2 separate regions of the Macaca mulatta genome follow, and region 1 is linked to region 2. The links are chromatin contacts, called in public Hi-C maps. All regions are on one chromosome and are shown on one strand. The core of a region is the stretch at or near the end of the contact, and the rest is flanking DNA. Distances in the headings are between cores, read along the strand shown. Region 1 holds the start of RAB5A (RAB5A, member RAS oncogene family). Region 2 holds the start of KAT2B (lysine acetyltransferase 2B).

Region 1 (5,757 bases), core at 530-3,029, 89 kb before region 2:
GAGATAGCATTGAACATTTTTCTAGTAGAGTGGCTAGTGTAAAGAATGGACAGAAAGAGCAGCAGTATGCATTAATTTCAGTTTATATAAATACTACCATGGACCAGGTGTTGAGATTAGACCTCAAATTTGGGGATTAGATAATTTGTTGATAGAATGGACAATGGTTTGTGAGAAGAAAGAGTTGAAGATGATTCTGCAGTTCCAAGTCTGGGTGACTGGGAGGATGTTAATGCCATTCTCTAAGCAGAAGCAGGTTTGGAGTGGAATAGGTTTGGTTTTGGGCATGCTGTTGACATGACAAAACTGATGTCACATATCCTATTTCCTGATTCCTCCTGGGATTGTTTCAGAGCTATCACCATGATTAATAGTTAATATTGGAACAACTCCTTGAGAATAAAATGCCACAGGTACCATTTATATATGACACATTACGTTCTTCTGGCAACTGGGTAGTTGACCTGAAAGACTGGCTGTTCGAAGTTCAAATCATCTTCATTACACAATGCTGCCGACTGCACGCCCACAGGATACCTTAACCCGGTATGCTTCAAGGACAATATTCTCGCCATCACAACAGAGCTATACATTGTAAACTGCAAACTGAAAAGTTGCCTTTATTCTGAAGGAAAATCAATTTAATATTCTTCTACCAAATTACCAAAACAATGTTTCTGGCGGAGGCTGGGGAGGGGTTGGTGGCAGAAGCCTTTCTAGAGACTGACTATTGTATGGGATTCACATCTTCAGTAGGTCCCCCGAGGAGGGTAACGACGTCTCGGGTAGTCTTTCACCAGAATTGTGTTCAACAACTCATGTTCTGGAGCCAAGCCGCAGATCAGAATCCAGCTTAGGCACCACACAGCAGTGTTCTCGGACAAGTTACTCAATCTCTTGTGTCTCAAATTATTTACCTGTAAAATATCTACAACTAGAACTGAAAACTTGGCTGCCAGGCACTGGGCTGGACACAGATTTACAGCGGTGAGGACAACCAAGGGGAACTAAAATTCGAATGTAGGGAACAAACGATTAACAAGTTAGTTTCAGAATGAAAGACTCCTAGCGTAAGAATTCAATTGGATAATTCCTGTAAAGCATTTAGTACAGTAAAGAGCGAAGAGAGATTTTGAATAAAAGGTAGATGCTATTTTAGGATTTGGCCCTCCCCGCCCCCTACCAAAACCACGTAAACTCTTAATAGAAGCGACTTTTGTCAGGCGCCTAAAGGCGGCTTTTAGGATAGGAAGGGTCCTCTCTTCCTACTTGGGGTAAATGCGTTTTACCAGCCTTTACCGACCCACCCAACCCCAGGGACATTTTTTGGGGGGAGGTTCTCTAGTGCTAGACAAGTTCTCTCTAATAAAGCCCCTTCGACGAGGTGCCAGGATTGGGGTGAGGGAACCTTGCCGCTCCCACAAGGGCTGGGCACAAAAAACAAACAAAAAAATAAGATATTTTGGTCTTCCCCCAAAGCATAGTAAAAGAATTTCCCCCGAACCCGGCCGCCGGGAGCCCAGAGACCCCCCAGCCCAAATAACAATGGCGCTGGAGAGGGCGTGGCCGCGCGTACCTGGGGTGGGGGAAGGGAAGAAAGGCGGCCAGCTCCGGTCAGAGCCACTCGCAGGGTCACGTGACATCTTGCCTCGCCCCGCCCCGCGAACAGACCTGGGCGGGGAGGGATTCGGGAAGGGGCGGGGAAGCGGATGGAGCGGGGGCACTGGCGATGACGGGAAGTGACGAAAGGGCGTAGTTCGCTGCGTGCGGCGACGTGGCGGCGGGGCCGACACCGGACAGCGGAAGTGGCTCCGGCGGTGGGACTTGAGTGTTTGTGTTTTGGTTCGTGAAGGCGCCGGCGGCTGGCCTTAGGGGAGGAGGCAGAGGGAGGAGGAGGAGGAAGACTTCGTCGGAACTCCAGCGCCGGCGGCTGCGGCGGAGGAGGGGAAAGGAAAGAGGAAGGCGGAGCGGCGAGAGGCGGAGACGGAGCCCGACAGGGGCGGCACCACGGCAAGAGCCCCGCACAGTCCAGTGTGAGGGGAGCGACGCGAAGAGCAGACGGCGCCGCCGCCGCCACCACCACCGCCATAGACACACACTCATCCTACGGGCCACGCCTGGGCCTTGGTGCCAGGAAGCTTCGGCCCCGCAGCCCGGCTTGCTGCGGTCTCAGGTAACCGAACCGCCTCTCCCCCTGCGCAGTGGGGGTCTGGACCCCAGGTTATCCGCGATCCCCAGCCTGTCCGCGGCCCTGCGGGTACTAAGACCCCCGCCCCTTCTCCCTCATGCGCAGCAGTAGCCTGGACCAGAGAACTATCGAACCCGGCGTCTTGTTCTGCCAGCCCTGGTGACTCATCCTCAAGGGGCTCTGGAGACCGGGATTTGGGGACTGACTGAGGGAGCGACGGGTGTCACCCTTTCCCTTCTCAAGATGGCGCCGTGGAAAGTGTACTGGAGGCCGCGGTTCCGCCTGGTCCCTGTGCTGGCAGTCCTGGGGGTCTCGGTCAAAGCCAGCCAGGTTCGGGGGAGGAGGTTGGAAAGGCCAAGGGACCTGGCGAGTGGTGCTTATCCAGGCGATCTGGAGTTGGCTATAAGCTACTCAGGTGCTCTCCAAGCAGGAACCCGGGCCTACTGCAGGTGTGAATGTGGGGAGCTCCGCCTACCTGCAACTTCCAAAGACGTGTAGTGTCGGTGGGTGGGAGACTCGTCAAAATGGGCCGTCTAGAGACTCTTGTCTTATGTATGGAAGGTAGTGAACTACAGCGTTAAATAAATTCGAGATAACAGGACCGCTGAATTCCTTCAATGGGTAGAGACCATGAAACTTGTTCTGATGTTATCTTTCCTGGAAGCTGTTTACCTCTGAGACTTTCAAACTTTTAAGTTCTGAACGTCATAGTTCACATACTTGGTTTTTGTCTTGCTTAAGTGGAATCAAAGCGTTCAATCAGTTGCCTTTTACATAATAAGAAAAAAACACTTGCACATCTCTGGGAATACTCAAGACTGCTCATAAACTTTATTCCTAAAGTAAAATGGAAATGATAACTCAGCATTTGTGTAAGCAAAGTACATGAAACAGTGCCTGGCACAAAATAAGTGCCCAATTTTTTGATCAAAGAACACTTAGAAGGATTTTAACTATAGAATGAATAACAGTTATTTTCAAAAGATTACAAATGTATATTATGCAAAATTCTTGTTTTGCAAAACAAGTGTCAGTAAGCAGTGAATACAAATGAATACACGTAATTTTTAACCTTCGTGTTATGCTAAGTGTGTATTTACTATTAACTCTAGTTATTTCCTGTTTGAGATCCTCAAGGGGAGTAGCCACAGTTAAGTAACTTTAAACCTTAAAAGTCAAAGTGAAATCAGAATCTTGTTTGATTTTTTTTTTATGGGAATCTGATGTTTTGCCTGAAATTTTGAAAGTACCGTAGAAATTTGGAGCATGTTGTCCTTGATAAGTAATTTCGTGTTTTTGTAGATAAAAAGACAAATGGAAAATGTTTTAATTGATACTGCTTGTGTAATATCTGAAGATGTATTGGTGCATTTTCAGTACATATGATGTTCTCTAGATATTTTCTTATCAAAGGACCACGTTATTGACAATTTCAATCCCTACTATGTTTATTAGAGATTGTTTACATGTATTGTTTCATTTAATTGTCACAGCAGCTATGCAAGTTAGATATTATGGGAATAGAGACTTGGAAATTAAAGAATTTGCCCAGGCGGAAATTGGTATAGCCAGGATTAGACCCCCAAGTCTGGTATGTTTGTGGGGAGGGGGATTTTTATTTATACGTCGTTATTTAGAAGCAACTCAGATATTACCTCAATTAATCTGTACATATTTCAGAATGTAATGGTAAAAGATAAGGACTCTAGAAAGCTGGTGTTTAGTTAAGGCAGGGAGGTAGTTTTATTGCCTTAAGAACTAAGATCTCGTGGACATGTTAGGGAATTCAGTATCAAGAGCATATTATAAACTGATTTTATGGGAAAGGCGTATTTCTTTCTTTTGTTTTTAATATAGAGACAGGGTCTCACTGTTGCCCAGGCTGGTCTCAAGCAGTCCTTCTTCCTCAACCGCCAAGTGTTGGAATTTACCAGTATAAGCCACTGTGTCCAGTGTGAAAGACATATTTCTTACATGAGGTAGCTAAGTGAAATATAGCAGGGTTTTTAGAGAGGGAATCATCAGGTTTAATATATTAGCATATATTCGGATTTTGATTAAAGATAGAAGGAAACTGTTAAGATTGGTTTGTGAGTGGATTGAAAAAGGTTCTTCAAATATTCACTAATTCCTTAGAGATTAAAAATTAGCACAGAAGTTGCCATTCAGGCTAGATTTTTTTAATGTGTTGTTTAAATAAAAAATAATGGCCTGCAGGCTGGGTGTGGTGGCTCACACCTGTAATCCCAGCCCTTTGCGAGGCTGAGGCAGGAGGATTGCTTGAGCCCGGGAATTCAAGATCATGCTGGGCAACATAGCAGGACAGTGTCTCTACCAAAAAAGTGGCCTGGCATGGTTCTGAGCGCCTGTAGTCCCCAGCTACTCAGGAGGTTGTGGCAGGATTGCTTGAGCCCAGGAGGTGTAGGTTACAGTGAGCTATGACCATGCCACTGCACTCCAGCCTGGGTGAGAGAGCAAAACCCTTTCTCAAAAAAATTAATAAAAAAAAAAAGTCATGCATATTTTTCGTCTAAAAACTACAAAAAAGTTGCAATTAGTGTAAGTAAATAAGTCAGTAATAATCCCACCACATAGAGAAAAACTGTTAGCATTTCTGTGTATGGTATACTTGAGCAGATGAAGAAACAGTTTTAAGTCTGTCTGCCATTAGGCACACAAACCTGGGATACTGAAAATATTTGTTGTCCAAAATTACCGTTAATTAAATGAAAAATGTGTCGTTTAACAGAAGACTTCAAATAATACTAAACTCTAGGATCTGTTCTAAAAGCTTCCCATATATTAATAACATAATTTTTCTCAAAACAATGTTAACCCAAGTAGCCTGGCTACAAAACTTGAACTCAAGTCATCTCTCAGGTTGCCTGGGTTTGAAACTCAGCTGTGTGTCACTTCTGTGACAGTAACTATGTGACCTCAATTAAGCTTCTTAACATCTCTGTGCTTGTTTCCTCATTTATAAGGATTGTAATAATATCTCATTTTATAGGATTGTTGAGAAGTTAAGTACTTAAAGTACTGCCTGGCACAAAGTTGAAGCTTTGAGGTTAGCCTTTAAAAAAAAAAAAAAAAGAAAAAATGATTTTGGGCTCAAATCCTATACTTTTAAATTTCCTTTAAAAGATAGTGACATTGAAGGTCTAGTAGAGCTTAAGATAATCGTGCTATAGGCAAATTTTAAAGTGATTAATAGTAAATTTGCTTTACTGATTTGTATATTTAATTCATAATTGTTTCTTTACAGGTTTCTTTACCTCCAGAAAGAAGAATATTGACCCCTTGAATTCTGGAAGTTCATTGAAGAATCTGAAATTAAGGACTTATTTCAAATTTGGACATGGCTAATCGAGGCGCAACAAGACCCAACGGGCCAAATACTGGAAATAAAATATGCCAGTTCAAACTAGTACTTCTGGGAGAGTCTGCTGTTGGCAAATCAAGCCTAGTGCTTCGTTTTGTGAAAGGCCAATTTCATGAATTTCAAGAGAGTACCATTGGGGGTGAGATTTTCTTTTTTCCCTGCTTCATTTAATCGAATCATACGTTGA
Region 2 (5,428 bases), core at 1,862-4,361:
TAGCCATGCTGTTTGGTGGAGGGTATCCGCATAGTACAGCAAATGCAAAGGCCCTGAGGTAGGAAAGCGTTTCCTGAGTTTGGCTGAAGTATACTGCAGCACCAGGGAGAATGGGAAGGGGTGGACCTTGTCAACTTCTTGTTATATAATATCATGTTGTGAAGTTGAAATTTTATTTTATTGCTATGCACCTTTTAAAATCTTTTCATTACTTTTGAATTTCCCATGCCTTTATTGAACATATACAAAATTGTGCTTATATGTCAGTGTGAGTTTGTTTTTAACATAACTGCTGCACTGAGATTTATTCAACAGTGTTTCTTAGAGATCTATGTTATTATATTTTTATAAAGGTCATTCTGTATAACAGCTATAAAATATTCTATTGTGTGAATATACCACAAGTAACCTCCAGTGGTCAGCCTGCCTCTACTATGCCCACTCTCCAGGCTTTTATTTCCTGAATGTAGCTTCTTTACCTCAGTAAGTGGTAAACACTTTGTAAATGAAAACATTGCCTTTTATTTTCTTGGTAGTCATTTCTTAAAAGTACTGTGTGCACAGAAAGAGCATATTGAATGCTTACAACAACCTAGTTATGGAAAAGCAATAAGCCTCCTGAATCCTTTGCCCTTGAAATTTCCTTGCCTGGTGCTCATAACACACTTTGAATAGGTCTTGAAACTGCGGGCCTTCAGCCTAAGGCAGTATGTCATCTGGGTACTCTGAGCAGGGAAATAATGAAAAATAATGTTCAGTTAATGGCACAAGCCATTCGCCACACAGACAGTGATGGTTTTCAGAGTGGATTGAAAGGAGAATGGCTAATTCTGCTTCAAAACATCCTGGAAATTGTCTGCCTCCTGAATTCTGAGGGACGCTTGGGAGGAGGAGGTGATAGGTGACTTAATGTTAAATCCGGGTTCCCTCCCCCAATATGTTACTGTGAAAATTTTCAAACATACAGAAAAGTCGAAAGAATTGCGCAGTGTGCCCATTACCTAGACTCTACTATTATATGGTCCCCTATTTGCTTTATCGTATCTCTGTTCATCCACCCTTTACCCATGCATAGAGGCATCCATACATCTTATTTTTGACGCATCTCAAAGTACAAAGAGCACCATTAAATAGAGTTCAATGCTTGTAATTCTTTTCTTTTTTAAAAAAATTTTGAGGCAACATTTACATCCAGTGAAATGTACAAATCTCAAGTGGACCATTCCATCAGTTTGACAAACGCCTACAAGGTAGAACCCAAGCTCTTATTAGTATTTGTTAAATCCATGTTAGAGTTTGATCAGAGAAGCACAGCCTTTAAGACTCTCACCCTGCTTTGAGGAGAATGGCAAAAATCTGCGAAATTTCTCAGCAGAGTCAGGAGAGAGTACCACTGGTAACGTGAAGCACGTCAAGCTAAGAAAGGAAGCACTGAAGTTAATTGTCCTGAACGGAACCTGATAAGAATCTGCCATTTCATCCCCTCAAGACTGGACTCAAGTTGGGAGAGAATATTGCCTTTTGCCCTGTCTAAACTAATATCACTGTTTAGATCTACAAAGTCCCCCACCTTCCCATGTTTATGTATTACACTGCATTACAAGTCAAAATAACACAGAGAATCTGGAAAAAGGAGAAGGGGAATGTTTCCAACGAAAAGCACACCCCTTAAGGCGTCTGGCCTGAGAGCTATATAGCATGCATAAAATCTGATAATAAGCACATTATGACCCACATTGCATATAACAAAAAGTAGGGCACTTCTGAAGGGTCCTGAGAAACAGCCCTGGACTTTTAAAACCTGCTTTAAGAAGGCGATCAACCGTACGCCACTTTCAAACGCAGCACTGACATGTATGCTCCACAGTCATCAACAGAGAAAACAACAGTTTTCAACAAGAGTTGAAAACTGAGTTGAGGGTTTTTTTTTTTCTTTTTTTTTTTTTTTTAAGTTTGAGGCCAAAATCGGTATTTATTCTTTTGAATGATGCTTATATCTTTTTCCTGGTTAATATGCACGCTGGTGGTACAATTTTGAAAACTACGTAACGTGATAGAACCACCACCCAGAAACGAGTCCTGTTAACAAACTTTTTGTATTCAAACTTTTTCCACTGCACATAGTTTTTATTTTGACAATGCTTTTAGACAATCGTTCTTTTAGCAACCAGCACTTTCAAACAAAAAGTACAGGGAATAGTAAGTTTTTTCCCCCTCCTCTGGCAGATTTGACCCACAAATTGCTATAGGAAGAAAGTGTTAATTATATTAAAACATAGTTTGACAGAAAGTATTTAAAAAGAGAAAGGGAAAACATCACGCTTTTATTTTGGTGAATTAGCAACAAAGAAAAGGATTAGCATGGACGGGTACTTTTCAAAAATATTTTTTTTTTCCTCTGGCTCCCGCTAGGGTGGAGGAAGTTGTCTCTGCTCAGAGACAGGGTGGAAGAGAGTGGAAGGACAAATGACTGAGAGGCGGCCCCCTCCCACTGGTGCGGGCGTGCGGGGGTCGGATGGGGGGCCGCGGAGGGGGGAGGTGGCCAGCAGGTGCCTGGGCTCCAGTCCCCTACCCCCACCCTCGTCCCCACCCTCACCCACACCCAGGGATTGGCCTCGCCCCCTGGCGGGCGAGCAGTAGGTGTCGAGGCACTGGGGTGGGGGGTGCAAACCTCGCGGGCAGCGGAAAAGAAGCCGTGGGGGGCCTCCCGGCCCCGGCACACACTGCGAGGCTGGCACCCGCCCGCACGCACACCCAGTCCGCAGCCCCGAGGAACATGTCCGCAGCCAGGGCGCGGAGCAGAGTCCCGGGCAGGATAACCAAGGAAGGGCGTGTGCTGTGGCGGCGGTGGCAGCGGCAGCGGCAGCGGCAGCGGCAGCGGAGCCGCTAGTCCCCTCCCTCCTGGGGGAGCAGCTGCCGCCGCCGCCGCCGCCGCCACCATCAGCTCGCGGGGCCCGGCCGGAGCTAGCCCGGCGAGCGGCGCGCGAGGGGGAGGGCGGGGGCGGGGAGGGGGGTGGGCGAAGGGGGCGGGAGGGCGTGGGGGGAGGGTCTCGCTCTCCCGACGACCAGAGCCCGAGAGGGAGACCCTGGCGGCGGCGGCGGCGCCTGACACTCGGCGCCTCCTGCCGTGCTCCGGGGCGGCATGTCCGAGGCTGGCGGGGCCGGGCCGGGCGGCTGCGGGGCAGGAGCCGGGGCAGGGGCCGGGCCCGGGGCGCTGCCCCCGCAGCCCGTGGTGCTGCCGCCCGCGCCCCCGCAGGGCTCCCCCTGCGCCGCTGCTGCCGGGGGCTCGGGCGCCTGCGGTCCGGCAACGGCAGTGGCTGCAGCGGGCACGGCCGAAGGACCGGGAGGCGGTGGCTCGGCCCGAATCGCCGTGAAGAAGGCGCAACTACGCTCCGCTCCGCGGGCCAAGAAACTGGAGAAACTCGGAGTGTACTCCGCCTGCAAGGTACGCGCTCGCCGTTCTCGGACCGCGGATGGGTGCTAGGGGCCCAGCCCGCGGGACCCCCCTCCCCCTCCCGCTTCCACCTCCGCCTCCCGCCTTCTGCCTTCTGCCTCTCGCCTCCCGCCTCCCGCCTGGGGCCGCTGCACCGCGGAAGTGCTCTTGTCGCCCGAGCCCAATTAGCTTCTTCTTGGATAAGAGTCCTGCTGGGTTTGAAGAAGGGGATCACTAAGACGGAGAGCCCTTCATTCCTTCCGCTTGAAAGGAGTAGCTTCGGAATCCGAGCTCCCGGGCTACTCTGGGGTTTTGTTGCTCTGTAGGAGCTCGCTGGAGTCACTTTCGCGGGAGTGGAGCGGTGCTCTCCATGTGGTGGGCGACCCAGGGGCAGGGAAACATCTTTTGGGGGACTGAGTGGTCCCTTCTGCAGTCGATCCCTTCCCGTGTCCCACTGGGAGGAACTGGGTGCAAGGAGTCGGGGTGGAGAAGACTCCCGGACTCCTGGCGCTTTGGGAAAGCGAAGGGGAGGAAAGCGCGGGGTGCGAAGGTGGGCAGAGCCCGAGGCGAGGGTCTTGTGGCGCCTGACGCCCTCGGCTGGGGGCGGAGGCGCTGCCGCGCGCAGTGACAGCCCTGTCATTATTGTATTATTACTTGTTTAGTTAAAACGCTGTCCCAGCTGCTCGAGGTGTAAACAGGATTTGGCAAGGTGACAGCCCAGCGCCGCGGACGCTACTGCTTGGTTTGAGGACACCCATTTCTTGCTACCCACTCTCCGTGCCAGTTTAGGCACCCTGTCATCCCCAGCTGCAGATCCAGATGTGGGGGCCGTGCTCCCGAGGTGGGAGGATTGCCCGAGGCCGCGGGGCAGGCTGGCCCTGCGCTGTCAGCAGCGGCTTTGTTTTGACAGGGTGACAGCTGAGGGGGGCGGGGACTTGGCCTTGTCAGCTCCTGCGGCCTGTGGCAGAGGCAGGGAAGAGACACACTCACACACACTCACACACCTCCCTGTATTCTTCCTGCCTGCTGCAAAGAGGGTCAAGTTCCCAGATTCCGGATTCCCAATTCCCACAACCAAGCTGCAGTGGCCACTTCTGAATTTTGATATAACTATTATTTATTCTACTGGAACATCTGGGTTATACTCTTCTTAGTACTTACAGGAGCTTCTTAGTCACAATGGAATGTCTGTGCTTGCTCTTTTTCCACACCGTATCCTCATGTTTATGTTGAGCACCTCTGTATCCTATACTGGTTCGATAAATATTTGTTGAGTGAATGTGGGATCTAGCCCAGTGCTCCTCAAACTTTCATGTGCATGGGAATCTCCTGGGGAAGCTGGTTAAAATGCTGATTCTGAATCAGGTGGTCTGAGGTGGAAGCTAAGAGTTTGCATTTCTGACGAACTCCCAAGTGGCACTACGCTAGTCCACAGACCACATTCCAATTCAGACCTGGACAGTATATTATTTGTCCCCGTTGAATTTAGCAGAAAAGACAGAAACAAATAATAATGCCGTGTGGTTATTTCTGAAGAAGGAATGCAAAAAAGATGAAGTGGGGAGTGTGCTTTTTGAAAGGTGCAAGCCCAGGAGTTGATCATGAAGGGCATTAGATGAATGAGAACAGGCCACTGACTGTAGTAGGCAGAAGGGAGAGCTAGGTACAGAATTAAGAACAAGGTCGTGAGTTCAGGGCATACTGCTTGGGTGATGGATACACCAAAATCTCACAGATCACCACTCAAGAATTTATGTAATCAAACACCACCTGTTCCCCCAAAACCTATGAAAAAAAAAAAAGCAAGGTCAATTACTTGGTGGCCTTGGCGTTTTGCAGCCAAAGTGGGCTCATGCAGGAACTGTGTCAACTCAGTGTTTCTGTCCTGGCTTTATTTTAACATTTGTTTATTGGGTTATCATTACCAGCACCTCTTAAAGACTTCCTGCTGCCTGCTGTAGCTTTAATATCTGAAAACTTTCCTGAAGTTTTGGT

The links. A called contact is a pair of places that touch in the nucleus more often than the background predicts.
Region 1: a Hi-C map of blood shows a contact between it and region 2, with 3 times the contacts expected there. The contact joins the promoter of RAB5A here to the promoter of KAT2B in region 2. A contact is called at or near these places in 4 of 14 Hi-C or Micro-C datasets (blood, cortical neurons, fetal cortex germinal zone and 1 more).

What each region holds. Positions count from the first base shown.
Region 1 is chr2:28,610,607-28,616,363 of T2T-MMU8v2.0, reverse strand. It overlaps RAB5A (RAB5A, member RAS oncogene family), which reads left to right and starts at 1,779. Exons shown (of 6, transcript NM_001261148.2): 1 at 1,779-2,173; 2 at 5,454-5,709. The coding sequence starts at 5,547.
Region 2 is chr2:28,522,914-28,528,341 of T2T-MMU8v2.0, reverse strand. It overlaps KAT2B (lysine acetyltransferase 2B), which reads left to right and starts at 3,111. Exons shown (of 17, transcript XM_028843649.2): 1 at 3,111-3,445. The coding sequence starts at 3,143.